Regions from separate parts of the Pan troglodytes genome. Here region 1 is linked to region 2. The links are chromatin contacts, called in public HiChIP or PLAC-seq maps. All regions are on one chromosome and are shown on one strand. The core of a region is the stretch at or near the end of the contact, and the rest is flanking DNA. Distances in the headings are between cores, read along the strand shown. Region 1 holds the start of FNDC5 (fibronectin type III domain containing 5). Region 2 holds the start of AZIN2 (antizyme inhibitor 2).

What was found. HiChIP or PLAC-seq counts read pairs in DNA pulled down with a chosen protein or histone mark.
Region 1: an H3K4me3 HiChIP or PLAC-seq map of stem cell-derived excitatory neurons shows a contact between it and region 2, with 3 times the contacts expected there. The contact joins the promoter of FNDC5 here to the promoter of AZIN2 in region 2. A contact is called at or near these places in 1 of 7 Hi-C or Micro-C datasets (stem cell-derived neural progenitor cells) and 1 of 1 datasets of contacts at active chromatin or transcription factors (stem cell-derived excitatory neurons).

Annotation. Positions count from the first base shown.
Region 1 is chr1:198,097,138-198,100,212 of NHGRI_mPanTro3-v2.0_pri, reverse strand. FNDC5 (fibronectin type III domain containing 5) reads right to left here and starts at 1,386. Exons shown (of 6, transcript XM_009453148.3): 1 at 1,126-1,386. The coding sequence starts at 1,363.
Region 2 is chr1:197,893,121-197,896,083 of NHGRI_mPanTro3-v2.0_pri, reverse strand. AZIN2 (antizyme inhibitor 2) reads left to right here and starts at 1,350. Exons shown (of 9, transcript XM_016958601.3): 1 at 1,350-1,487; 2 at 1,581-1,701.

The sequences.
Region 1 (3,075 bases), core at 137-2,636, 200 kb before region 2:
ATGGCCCAGGCAGAATAAAGCCTGGGGAAGAGTCTGTGTGAGCCTCTTATCCATGCTCTTCCAGCCCCAAGATGCAGGTGGGGAGGTGGCAAGGGAAGATGGGGTCACTCAGAGCAGGGCCCCTCCATGGCGAGTGGAGAGGAGAGAACAGGTAGGGGAAGAGGATGAATGAGGAATCACTCCAGAAGAGACAGGAGGGAAGTGGGGGTGAGAGTGATAGGGATAGTGGGGGGTCAGTGAGGAAAACCGTCCAGGAGAGGGGCAGTGCAGTCACATAAGGCTCAGTATCTTCCAAGGGGCAGGTGCGGCACGGGGCAGAGCTGGGCCTGAGCAGCACCCCTCACCCCACAGAGAGTGAACTTGAGACCCAGGGGGCTGGGCCTGGGACCTGAGGGAGACAGAGCCAGACACGGAGGGGGAGGTGGAGAGACAGGACACAGACAGGTGGTGGCAGACACAGAACCAGAGGACAGAGAAGTGGGGCATCTGAGAAAGACAGCTGCGAGAGAGCGCTCCCCGAGCCACGGAGGGAGAGATGAGCCGGGCAGCGGCAGCCAGGAGGGACAAAGACAGAGTGGCAGGAGAGGCTGGGCAAGGTCGGGCCGGCCCCATGGGGCAGGCCAGACACTGCACCAGATCAGGGGTGCCGGGGCCCACCCCACGCCCTGCGCCCTCAGGTGCCAGCCCCCATCCCCTTCACACGTGCTCCTGTACAGCGGGACCCCATCTGCCCCTGCAGAGTTGGCTTGCAGGGCTTTGAGAGGTCCTGGGGACACGGAGAGAGGCCCAGATGGGGGACCTGGTGTCCTCAGCTGCTCCCTGGGTCAAAGAAGGGAGCTAGGGAAGCTGAGGCAAAGACCTGGGGTTAGGGGAATGGGATTAGGGGACTGGGGACCACAAGACCCTAGGAAACCCAGGGCTGAGGTGACAGGGGAGATTTGGAAACTGAAGGACAGGTCTGGGGGTCAAGGAGGTAGGGAAGACGCTGGGGGCTGGGTTAGGGGAGCAGTGTTTGGGCCGAGACAGGAGTCCCTAGGGGGCAGAGAAAGGACCAGGGGACTCCCAGGTAGCTGGGCTCGAGAGGAGCCTGCCCCGGCACCGGCCCCCCGCCCCGGGCCCCCTTACCCGCCTGCACCAGCGCGAAGCAGACGCAGCCCAGCCACAGGCGGAGCGCGGCGCGGGCGCGGGGCGGCCAGGCGCTCGGCGACCCAGGGTGCATGGTGGCTCCTCCGGCCGGCAGGCCCGGGGCGGCGCAGGGGGACGCGGCTCCGGCGCCCGGCGGCCGCTCGCGCTCGCGCTCCGGCCCCCGGCCCGGCCGGCCCGGCCGCCCCGGCCGCCCTGCGCCGCCCCGAGCCGCCTGCATGTCGGCTCCGCGGACAGCGACTCCCGCGCGGCGGCGGTGGCGGCGGCCGCGTCCACGTCGGGCGCCCGGGGGGCGGGGCGCCCCCGCTGCGGGGAGAGGTGCAGGGGCGGGGTGAGGACCGGAGGGCGCCCCCACTCCCGCCCCCGCTGCCTATTAGGTCCTCTGCCGGGGAGGAAGGGGCTTCGCGGACCCACGGCTCCCGCCCTCTCACCGAGCGGGAGCCCGGCGGGGTTCTCCGCGCCCCCGCCGCGGTCACTCTCTCTCCCGTGCACAGCCCTGACTTGGCTGCCGCTTTCTGCCCTTTCCCAGGGTAGAGAGAGGACAAGTGCCACCGAGATGCCCGTTTGTGCCCCCACCCCTAAGCGCGCCTCCCTTCCCTGGGCCTAGGGATCCCCTCACTCCACGGTAGACCCGAGGCCTTGCGGCTGGGGCAGACGGGAGCAGAGGGAGAGATCACAGTAAGGCTGGGGAGAGCTGGAGAGAGTGCTAAGTGGACACCAGGGCTCCGTGTTTCCAGTGGGGTTGGGAAGAGGCTGCTCTGACTCACTGGAGAGTCCAGCTCTGTGACCCCAGGCCAGTCCTTTTCCTTCATTTTCATCCCCATAGTGAGGGCAGTAATGAGCGTCTACCAGGGGCCAGATACTATGCTGAGCTTTCTTTGCATTATGTGGCTTAATTCTCAGGGCAACCCTGTAAAGTCATACTCTGCACACTTTGCACAGGAGGAACCTGCAGCTTGGACAGGCTACTTGACTTGTCCAGGGACCCGCAGCAGAGCCAGGACTTGAGCACAGGCTGATCTGACTCCCAAAGCTGTGCTTAACTGAACTGTCTCCCCACCCAGAGTGACTTCACCCATCCGGAGATTCCTGAGACTCTAGAATTGGCCGGGGCCAGCTCCTCCCCAGCCAGAAAACAGTCTGCAGCAATCTAAGAGCATCTCTGAGAGGGGGAGTGGCTCCAGCCCCCTACTCTCATCTCAGCCAGAAAAACAAGGTGGAGGAGAGAGGCATGGACCAGGGCTCAGGGCCTTTTGTCTCAGCAAGAACCCCTGAGCCCCCTCCCACGACTATCCGAAATTCCACTACTAGCGGGGCATTCCTTTGGGTCTTAAAGGTTTTCCAGAAGCCCTGGAAGGGCTAATTTTCTTTGGAAAGGAGACGTCTTGCAAAGTTCCGCCACAGAAACGTCTTCAGGGTCTTCCTCTCCATCCCCCTGGTTTTACATTAAGGAAGTGAGGTCTACCGATGGGAAGAACTTGGTGCAGATTCACACAGTGGGTCAAGAGGAGCGATAGACAACCCTCCTCTCCTAATGCCCACCCAGGACTCCTTCGCTGGCCCTGTGTTCCTCCTTGGTCACCTTGGAAGGGGTGAGATGGAAGCGAGCTTAGGGGCTCTTGTTGAGCAGCAGAATTTTCCTGCCCATCCCCTCAGTGCCCCCAGACCTGCCCCACTCGGCAGGGTGACACTGCCCAGCCCTATCATTTCCCCAGCCACATACCTTGTCCTGGGAGAGCCTCAGCTGGGACCTCGACCCGTTTGGGAGAAGAGCCCCGGAGCCAGAGCACCTCTCTCTTTCTTTTCTCTTTGCTCTCTTTCTCTCCCCTTATTATCTTCTCTCTTTCTCCCCGCAGCTGCTGCCTGCCCCACCCCACCCGGCCCCGCCCCACCAGCTGCAGCTTAGCCCCTAGGGACCCCCCACCCCCCATC
Region 2 (2,963 bases), core at 101-2,600:
ACCAATCTCCAATGTATATGGGACTGTTGTAGACTCTGTTCTGTTTTACCACTGTCTCTTCCTGCTCCAGCACCATACTGTTTTAAAGACTGTAGTTTTGGCCGGGCACGGTGGCTCACGCCTATAATCCCAGCACTTTGGGAGGCCGAGGCGGGTAGATTACTGGAGGTCAGGAGTTCAAGACCACCCTGGCCAATATGGTGAAACCCCATCTCTACTGAAAATACAAAATTAGCTGTGTGTGGTGGCATGCGCCTATAATCCCAGTTACTTGGGAGGCTGAGGCAGGAGAATCGCTTGAACCCAGGAGGCAGAGGTTGCAGTGAGCTGAGATCGTGCCATTGCACTCCAGCCTGCGCAAAAAGAGTGTCTTGACTGTTCTTGTACACTTACTTTTCCAGATGAACTTTTGAATCAGCTTTTGAGTAACACAGCTATTGAATCTTCCTCAGCATTCTTGTCTATGCCAGGCACCAGGCTCTTGAGCAGGGTATTCAGTCCTTGCCCTTGGGAAATCACAAACTAGATGCAAAGTGTAACCAAACAAGAAGTGTAAAATAACAACAGGAATCTCACGCTATGGGTAACAAGAACCAAATGAGTGAGGGGTCCAGACAGACTAAATGCTGTGTTCCTTGGGGGGAGGCAAGTCATGGAAGGTTCAACAGAGGTGACATTATACAGGACTTTGATGGGTGAGCAGCAGCTTTCGGTATAGAAGAAATGCTTTGAGTTGAGGAAGTCCGGGAAAGCTTCTTGGAGAAGGAGACACATTTCTACTGAGAGATGAGTAAGAGTTTGCCGGGTTCAGAGGATGGGATAAAGGGAGGGATTGCCCTGAACTGGGAAAGTCACAAAAAGGTTCTCTGAAGACATTTTAGATGCGTTTTGAGTTGGAGTCGGGGAAGATGCCTGGAAGAGGCAATTAAATAAAAAGAATTTTATTACAAAAGTAATACAAGGACATGTCATTGGAACTGGGTTTCGAGAGATGAGTGAGCAGTTCCTGACGCAGACAAGAGCTGGACCACGAAGTAAGTTGAGGCAGAGGCAGAAAAGGCTTCCTGGTCCTGCCCACTCTCTAAGACTAAGATGCAGGGTCTAAGTGTCTCACCCGCGTGGCGGCGGCCCTGTAGTTCTGATTTCCAGCGTGAGGTAGCCACCGCCAAGCCTCCGGGGGAGAAGACTGCGGTAAGGGCGAGCAGAGCTGAGTACTTTATGTCGGAATCGACCAATGGGATGGCGGCACCCGGTTGCCAGGGCTACGGCCAAGCGGAGGCAGGGCCTCGGCACTATGGGCGGGGCCTGGGCGGGGTTATATAAGCCAGCGGCGGGCGGAAGGCGGGGCGAGGGGTCGGTGGCTGCTGGGCTGGCGGGGCGCGGGCCGCGGGACCCGAGCCCGGGGGAGCGAGAGAGCGGAGGCGCCGAGGATCCGATTCATTCGCTGGGGAGACCTATGGGCCGAAGCCGTGTAAATGCGTTTTAAGGCGAGTGCGGAAAGTGGCCTGGGGAGCCTCGGGGAGCGGACGCCCTCCGCCCTGGTGCTGACCTGCCCCCCTGCCCCTTCTGCCTCCTGTCAGCAGGGGCCTCGGCTCCGCAACTGCCACTCCTCCTCGGGGTGTTGCACAAGTTTCGAGGTCACCGGCGACCCCCCCTAGCAGCGCTCCTGGCTCTGGCCCCCGCGAAGGAGGACGGAGTTTGGTAAGGGGCCCTGGGGGTTGGGGGGACCTCAGCCCTGCACTTTGTAGGAGTCACTCGGACAGAAAAAACCTCGGCCTTCCGTTCTCTCCCAGGAGCTTGCGGCCCCCACCCACCGCGTGGCGTCCCCAGGCACGCCTAGAATTGTAGCATCTCAGGATCAGTCCAGCCCCCATTTACAATTGGGGAAACTGCGGCTCCGAAAGGGTCAGAGGGTACCCGAGGTCAAGCAGTAGAGAGCGGACTCGAACTTAAGCTCTTGCTCTTAGGCTGAGACGCCTTGGTGTGGCCACTGGCTACCCTCTAGGTGGGCGTGGTCAAGACTGGGGGCGCCCTGGAAACTTCCCCACCCAAGTTTCTCAGATTTTCTGTTCCATCTCTCTCTCACTCTTTCCTGAAATCCAGAATTTCAGAACTGGGAAGGCTCTCCAAAACAATTCATCCATTTTACAGAGGGAGTAACTGACTCGGAGAGGCAGTGACATTTGGGCATACGGTGCCTTGTCTCCGTCTGAAATCCGGGATTCTTGACTTTCTCCACCCTTGCCCAGTGAACCCCGGGCTTGTGCTGGGGGCGGGTTGTGACGGGATTGGGATCCCTGGCCTCGGGAGGCGAGTGGGGCAGCAGAGCCGGCCCCCCAGCGGTTCCCTTCATCTCCCCCCGCCCCGCAGTGTGTTGCATACTTTCTAAGGCGGCGGCTGCAGCAGCGGCTCCATCCAGCCCGTCAGCTCCTCCTGCAAGGCATGGCTGGCTACCTGAGTGAATCGGACTTTGTGATGGTGGAGGAGGGCTTCAGTACCCGAGACCTGCTGAAGGAACTCACTCTGGGGGCCTCACAGGCCACCACGGTGAGGGGCTGGGAATGGGGGTGGGTCCCCGGTCCCCTGTACAGATCAGCTGCCTCCTCAGGAAGGGTCCCTAGGGCCCTCATCTTATCCTTTCGCTTATTTGGTATGCAATCCTTGCTATTTGCAAGAGAGGGGCTCAATTTATCCCCAATTCTTGGTCCTTGCCCCCAAACCTGCCCCTCCTATGTTGCCTTTTTACCCAGCCCTCCAAGGTCAGAAACGGGGGATTCCTTTCCTGCTGCCCCCTCTCCCTCACCGCCCACATCTAGGCATTACCAAGCTCTGTGAATTCTGCCTTCTTAAATAAGCCTCCAGTGTGCTTATGTGGAACCTCGCTTTCTAGTTCAGTCTTCCTCTCTCCAAAGGCCCCCTGATCTCCCGGTCTCATGCCACCCCCTCCAAAGGTATCATAGTCC